2 separate regions of the Ovis aries genome follow, and region 2 is linked to region 1. Evidence: chromatin contacts called from public Hi-C data. All regions are on one chromosome and are shown on one strand. The core of a region is the stretch at or near the end of the contact, and the rest is flanking DNA. Distances in the headings are between cores, read along the strand shown.

Evidence for each region. A called contact is a pair of places that touch in the nucleus more often than the background predicts.
Region 2: a contact with region 1 is called in a Hi-C map of skin fibroblasts, with 2.6 times the contacts expected there. The contact joins the promoter of DSEL here to the enhancer-like site in region 1. A contact is called at or near these places in 2 of 16 Hi-C or Micro-C datasets (skin fibroblasts and tail adipose tissue).

Annotation. Positions count from the first base shown.
Region 1 is chr23:9,427,447-9,431,230 of ARS-UI_Ramb_v3.0, reverse strand. No RefSeq gene overlaps it. Among named protein-coding and RNA genes, the nearest start is that of DSEL, 270 kb to the left of the region's middle. Within about 2 kb of position 2,195, at least 1 of the 54 cell types and tissues checked has an H3K27ac peak or open chromatin away from gene starts, as enhancers often do.
Region 2 is chr23:9,693,114-9,696,897 of ARS-UI_Ramb_v3.0, reverse strand. DSEL (dermatan sulfate epimerase like) reads right to left here and starts at 1,631. Exons shown (of 3, transcript XM_004020404.6): 1 at 1,284-1,631; 2 at 1-430.

The DNA.
Region 1 (3,784 bases), core at 946-3,445:
TTCCTGACCCAGGGATTGAACCCCAGTCTCCCACATTGCAGGCAGATTCTTTACCATTTTGAGTTTCCAGGGCACACATAATAATGGTATCTCAACATAAAATCAAGTTGAATTACAAACGTGGAAAAGCATATGACTATCTGGGGATGGTTGCTTCACTTTGCCAAAATACAAGGTATGCACAGATGGTAAAATTCACAGGAAGAACCCAGACATGAACCACTATTGGGAATATTTCCCAAACAAAACAAATTGGTGTTTCTGCAGGCAAGAAAATGTTAAAAATGAGGTACAGACATGACTGGGTTCCTTTATTTTTTTTAATTCTTTACTGAATTTGTTACAATATTGCTTCTGTTTATGTTTTCCATGTTTTGGCCATGGGGCATGTGGGGTCTTAGCTACCCAACTAGGAATAGAACTTTCACTCCCTGAATTGAAAGACGAAGTCCTAACCCCTGGACTGAACCAGGTTCCTTTATTTCTGAAGAACGTTATCCCAAATTATGGCTTCTACTACCTCCATTCAAGCAATCACATAAAGTATGCTGAATCTGAATGGAGTTAATAGGGCTCTCTTATAGGTTGAACTGTGCCCCTTCATTCCTCAAAAAAAAGGTCTATTGTACTGAAGCGCTAACCCCCAGCAACCTCACCTGGAAATGGAATCCTTGCAGATGTTATTAATTAAGATGCGGTCATATTGAAGTTAGCCAAGCCCTAATCCAATATGACTGGTGTCCTTATAAGATAGGTCATGGGAAAACAGAGACAAAGAAGAGAAAAAACGGTGACGACAGAGGCAGGGAAAGGATTTTGCATCTGCAAGTCTAGGAGTGACGATCATTGCTGGGAAACCACCAGAAGCCAGGAAGAGGAGAGCAAGGTTTCAGAGAGGGGGTGGATCTGAGGGTTTCAGAATTCTAGCCTCCAAAACTATGTGACGATGCATTTATGTCATTTTAAGCCATCCACTCTGGCATTTTGTTGCAGGAACTCTGACAGTAGTACAAGCTCTGAACAGCAGCAGCTCATACTGGAGCTCCATGCTCAGTTGACCTCTTTGGTTTCTCACAATGACATTGTGTAGATGGTGTTATTAGAAATGTCAGTGATCCTCACCTCACCTTTTCAATTAGAAAAAGAAAAGATAAATTTCCTTGATGGGTAGAATTAATAACAGTGTTCTTGAAATATCTGAGGACATAAAATATGCAGTGGTAAACAGTCCACCTGTCAACGCAGCAGATGCAAGAGACAAAGTTTGGATCCCTGGGTCAGGAAGCACACACGGAGGAGGAAATGGCAACCCACACGAGTATTTTCACCTGGAGAATTCCATGGACAGAGGATCCTAGTGGGCTACAGTCCATGGGGTCGCAAAGAGACGTGACTGAGCCTGCATGCATAGGTGCGTGCGCACACAGAAATACTAAAGCATTGACCTGTAACGATTATTTTTCAGTAGGCATTGGATTGGTCATGTGGTCTGAAAAATGAACTCTGAATGGTTAAAGGTTAAAGGACATGTTTGTAGAAAATGCTATGGTGTGGAAGTTGTTATGAACATAGAGGAAAATTTAAGTTGGGCATATGGGGAGGAAATTCTCCTTCTGAATATGGAAAGGTCTGGTTGCAACAAGTAGTGTCCTCATCAGCTCTTTGAAATCAGCATTCTGAGGACGTAAAATGAGCACTAACAGAAAAAGGGAAGCAACATACACGGACAGAAAAAGATCATTTCCTACTGTGTCCCTCAAAAGCTAGAAAATTGACTAAAATTGGTATGCTTCTCGACAGGAATGTCAGACACTAAAATCCATCATGAGACATCCCATAAAAATTGGGACTCATCCATAGTGTGGTCAAGTGGATTACATAGGTCCGTTACCCACAGCTCTGAGTGCATACCCATGAGTTTTCACTGGAATCAAGACTCATTCTGGACCTAATTTGCATCCCCAGAGACAGAAGCAGATGTCTCTAAACCTACTACATGATTAATTCAGAAAATATTTTATTTTGGAATTCCTGTTTAACTATCATCAGCTAAGAAATCTATTTTCCTGCAGGTGCAGGATAACGTTGGCTAAAAAACATCTTATATAAGGAATTGCATATCTTACTGTATACCAAGTAGTGGATTGTTTGAAAGTTGGGAAGAGTTACTAAAATATGTACTTACAAAATTGAGAGTAAGTGTCTAAAGGAATGACTGATGACTGCAGGGATGCATGTCGAAACAGTAAGCATAGAGGCAAAGGAATGTTGTGGTTGCATCTACTATTGAAATATTGTGGGGGAAGTAGGGAAGAAAGGGTAGGGTTATTGTGGAACTTACATAAATTTCTCTACTTTTACAAATATTTCATTTTCTCTGACTGATTTTATAGTTGTTCAGGGACCTGGTTGCATTAATAAGTTCCAGAGAAGGGACTGGTGTTTAATATTATACAATTGCGATACCTTTAAAAATAACTGCCCAAATTCTTCTTACAATCTGAAGCAGTTATTTTCATTCCTCAACTGTCTATGGATGATAACAGTTACAGCTTCTTTCCTACCTGGTGGAGGAGGTCATGATCTAAACATTTAATAATCTAATAATCTAAACCTACTCCTATGGCTGGGAAGGGACCAGGAAGGAAGCATTGGCAAGGACCATATTGGTGACAGTTAACACAAGTTTTACCCCTTGGTTGAAACAGAGGCTTTAGTTAAGTCTCTGTGACACATGGAAAAATGGGAAGTGATCACAAAAACAAAGGACAAGACATAGTTGATGTGAAAGAAAAAAATAAAATTAGTTTGATATCCCCTGAAAAGTTGAGAGCTATATCATCAGGTGCCTAGGGCATAAACTTGTTTATCAACTGAAATCTATATTTGAAGAGAAGGCTCAGGACATGGGTTCCAGTGAAATTAAGAGTCGGTAAATCTGAATTTATCTATGTGATGCACTTTGATGGAGCTAATGATGCCTGTGAGTGAAAGTGTAGAGAAACCCTTTACAGAAGAAACACAGAAACTGTTACCTCCAGAATGATTAAAAAACACTTTAGTTAACAACAAAAGCACTAACAAATGTGCACCAATCAATTCAATGGATAATTTGTAGGGAGTATGTCAGGAGGATAACACAAAGTAGCTTCAGATATAAAATATTGACTCGAGTTACTGAATCGACAGGTAATGACCCAGAATGTGGGCCAGTTTTCCTTGAAAATGTTTACTGGGGAACAGTAACATTACCTAAGTGTGTCGTATGTATTCCTCCCAACAATCTGGAAAAATAGGGATATTTAATCCTATTTTAGAAAGAAGAGGATTGATAAGTCCATAGATCTAGCAGTGTGCCAAAAATCACATAGCTAGCCAGTGAAAGAAGGATAATCAGAAGTCACATTTACCAAAATAAAATGTGTGTGTGAGCACATGTGTGTGTGAGCTCTGTGTTATTAAAATGTTTAAATAGGTAAGAAACTCTGAAACAAGTGATATTTTCCCTTAATTTACTGACTATTTATTATTTACACCCATTTTAAACACTTATTTATCAGGATTAATATAGTTTCTTAACCTCTAGATAGGCTGGATATGAATAGTCACTTTTTAACAAAACAAAATTTAGCACTAAAGCTGCTTTTCTTATTTTTTCCTTCCCTGATGGTTGTCGTTTTACTATTCCTTCAGAATCTCCTAGAGACATAGAAGCATCTGCTGTGCTTTTGGACTGACTTCAGTATCCTTGTAAAGAGCACTTAATTAATTAAAGTGTTTATAG
Region 2 (3,784 bases), core at 382-2,881, 270 kb before region 1:
TTTGATGCCTTTGTCTGTGTGGTCTCAAAGAAGTTGATGAAGTACTGAAATCCTTGGAGCAGACTGGGTTGTTACTCCACTCAGCTTTTTACACTTCTGGCTGTGAGAATTTTTTTTTCTTCCTCCATTTTTGGGAGAAAAACATCCTCAGCAAGTGTTCAAAGTCCTACTTGGTTTTAAAACACTCCGGACTCCTGCCCTCATTTCCAATCTGTCTTGTCCAGGCTTACTTACTCATCAGCCTATTATGACCCATCTGAGAAAGCACATTCTCATCTTCTTTTATCAGCTTCATCTGTACAACTATGAAAATCTAATCTTTGCAACCACCTAGGTACTTCTTTTCCAATCATGAAGTAACCACCAACTGGGAAAGAAAACTCCCCTTTCACCAACAGTGACGTCTCTTTTCCGTTCCTTTTTCATGACACTGGAAAAACAAAACAGAAATTTTGTTCTGGGGGACAAAACAAAACAAATTCTCTGAGGCTACAGGTATGCTGGGACATAAATGGAAGATTTAAACGTTCTACCATCTCCTGATAGAAATTTTGGAATGACAATAAGATCTGTTTTTTAACACAATTGAAATTACACGAAATGATTCCTTTTCTCATACTTTTCAAGGCACATATTAGGATAACAATGGTGGTAGAAGACAAGCGGCTACAAGATGTAACTTTGCCAAGAGTATTTATTTTAACGGTGGCTTGCTTTCGTAATTTAAAATGTTTTTACTCAAATACAGTCAAGAGAAGATTGAGTACCGCTGTCATTCTTGTTTTGATCACGGAAGACTCAGAGACAAAAAACCCAAAGTTGAAAGGACATTTTATGATTCTCGATGAGTGTTTAGCTTTCAAGGGCTCAAGGTGTCTTTGCCAGAGGAACTATAATACTAAGCGCAGTCACTTTTGTCTAAGGAGAAATCGTGACAATATGTGGGAGCGAAGAACGCCGGTTCTGCTCCAGTCTCCCTCCCGAAAAGCCTGGTTTTCCATCCTTACAAGAAGCCACCAGAGGGAGCTCAGACCCAAACCCGGACTCAAGGAGCAGCTTCGCGGCTGCCCGTCTGGGTTCCGAAGAACCTCACCAAGTTTCAGTCTTGGACAAGTCTCCTCTCTGTGGGAAACATGAACGCTAGGAGTTTCCTGCTCCGCTCCGCCTGTTGCATTTTGTGATTCGTTTCCTACGAACATGCCAGCTCCATCCTCCGCTCCCCATCCCCGACCCCTGGCAGTGGTCTGAGGACAAGAGACCCCTCAATAGCCAAGTCCGCTTACCTCGGCAGATCTGGACGGGGTGTCTCCGGGTGGTGGTGGGCCCGATTAGACACAGGCGGAGAGTTGGAAAACACTGCTCTGCGTGGGACTCGGGCGGCCCGGCCCCTGCAGGGCTCCCGAAGCCCCCGAGTCCGGCGCCCCCGGCGCTCCAACAGGCTGAGGCCCCGCGCCCGTGCCCCGCCCGGCGCCGCGGGGACACGCCCGCCCTCGGGGAGCGCCGGACGCCCCCGGGCAGCCCGGGGCCGCGGAAGGCAGATCCGCGCGCGCCGGGCGCTCTCGGGGACGCCGTGTCCGGCGGGGCGCTGTCGTGCCCAGAACGCGAGGCTGCAGCGGCCGCCGGTGCTCAGTGCCAGCTCCGGCCGCGCGGCCCGGGGAGGGCGAGAGACGGCGACGCGGGCCGGGGGCGGGGCGGGAACGGCCGGGGGCGGGGCATGGGCGGGGCCTCGAATCCTGGGAGGGCGAGGCCGGCGGTGGGCGGGGCGGAGCCTCGGGCGGGGAAGCGTGAGCACAGGCTACGCCGGAGACGGATCGGGGGCGGGGCTGGAAGGAGATAAGGGCGGGGCCGAGGGCGGGGCCGACCGCTCCCGGCATCTGAACCCTAGGGCCTTCCGAGTGCGCGTGTTCCCAGCTTCCGCGGCGGCGCGCGCTCCCGGAGCGGCGGAGCCGGAGGAAGAGGGAGGGAGGGACTTGGGAGTGCTAGGGTCCGAGGACCTCTCCCTGCCGGTCGAGTCCCGCTGCTGTTACCCCTTTGGTTGTGGGGAGAGGGCCGACCTCACAGGGCTAGGAGTGAGAGAAAGATAGAGGAGGTTCTAGGCCGGATTACGAATGATGGGGAACGTGGGGATGGGCGGGGTGACGCCGTGGGAGTCTGGGATCAGCCTTCAGGAAGAGCAAGGGCTGAAGAGAGGAATGTTCGGCAACCGGGCTGTCATTTAGAAATGCAAAATCAATATACCGTGTTAATACAAGACTGACTTTAGGAGCACAGATGCTAAAGATCAGGGGAAGACAAAAAAGACTAATCAGCCTTATTGATTGCAATAATTTCTCTGGCAGTGTAAATATGGAAAGGTATGTGACAAACAGGTGGAAGGAACCTCTTTCTTATTCGAGAAATGGAAGCTGCAGTTCAGTAAAGACCCGCAGGCAGGAAAGACTGTGTGGCTCAGTTACTGTGACACGTGTGTGCAATTCCAGACTTTGGAAATCGTCGAGCAGCTGTAATTCCTGTGGTACTGGACATATGGAACCTCTCACTAACATCTGAGATTATGCTTGGCCAAGAGTCAACCTGAGCCTGCCGTCTAATATAGTGAAATACCAGTTGTCACAGATAAACAAACTCAACCCCGTTGGGGATTGGTGATGCCTTCAGTTTCCTCCTACTCCATTCCATTTTGGTAGAAAGGGACACATATGTCTATTAAAAAATAATTGCTCTGATCACTTCCTGGTAAAACCAGAGTAGACCGTTGCTGGCAGAATACATTTCAAAATAATTTACCCTGGGTGTGAAATATGGCCTCTTCCTCACAGTCAATCTTCTATTTGATCCCCTTGGGAACCCTCAGTTCAGTTCAGTTCAGTCACTCAGTCATGTCCGACTCTTTGCCACCCCATGAATCACAGCACCCCAGGCCTCCCTGTCCATCACCAACTCCCGGAGTTCACTCACACTCACATCCATCGAGTCAGTGATGCCATCCAGCCATCTCATCCTGTGTCGTCCCCTTCTCCTCCTGCCCCCAACCCCTCCCAGCATCAGAGTCTTTTCCAATGAGTCAGCTTTTTGCATGAGGTGGCCAAATTACTGGAGTTTCAGCTTCAGCATCATTCCCTCCAAAGAAATCCCAGGGCTGATCTCCTTCAGAATGGACTGGTTGGATCTCCTACCTCTGTCCAAATGGCCAATCTTGCTTTCTGCCTGCTGCTTCTGTAACTGTGCTTATCCAGCTCCTTCCTGCACAGTATTCTCTGCCCCCGACACTCCAATTTACTGGTTGAAAGTTTTTCTGACTGTTGAAGTTCTCTCATTATACTTGTCCCAGCTCAGATGCTTAAATTCTTCTGTAAATACACCCTAGGTTTTTCCCTAACCACGCTATAGTTTTTATCTGTAAATATATTCAGCCTCAGACCATTTGTTTTATGTGTCATATTTTCCCTGGCTGACTACTGTGCTCTCCTCAAAGCTCTTTCAGGTCATGGTCAGTCACTCAGCCCCTCTCATAATGACTGTACCTGTGTTTGAAATGAGTTGAAGTGTCAACAGTTGGGCTCACGTAGAGCCTCATCTCATCCACTAAGATTCATTCTGAAACGAGGATCCTCCTCCAACCTCTAGAAACAGAACTTCCTGTAAACATCGGGACTGTCCTCGTATATGATCCACGATGGAGAAAGATGACCCCTGGCTTCTAGCCTCCCTTACAGGAGAAAGTAGAGCTGGAGGAAAGAGGAGTCTTTACCCAGATGCAAAGACTGTTATAAGTTTCTGCAAA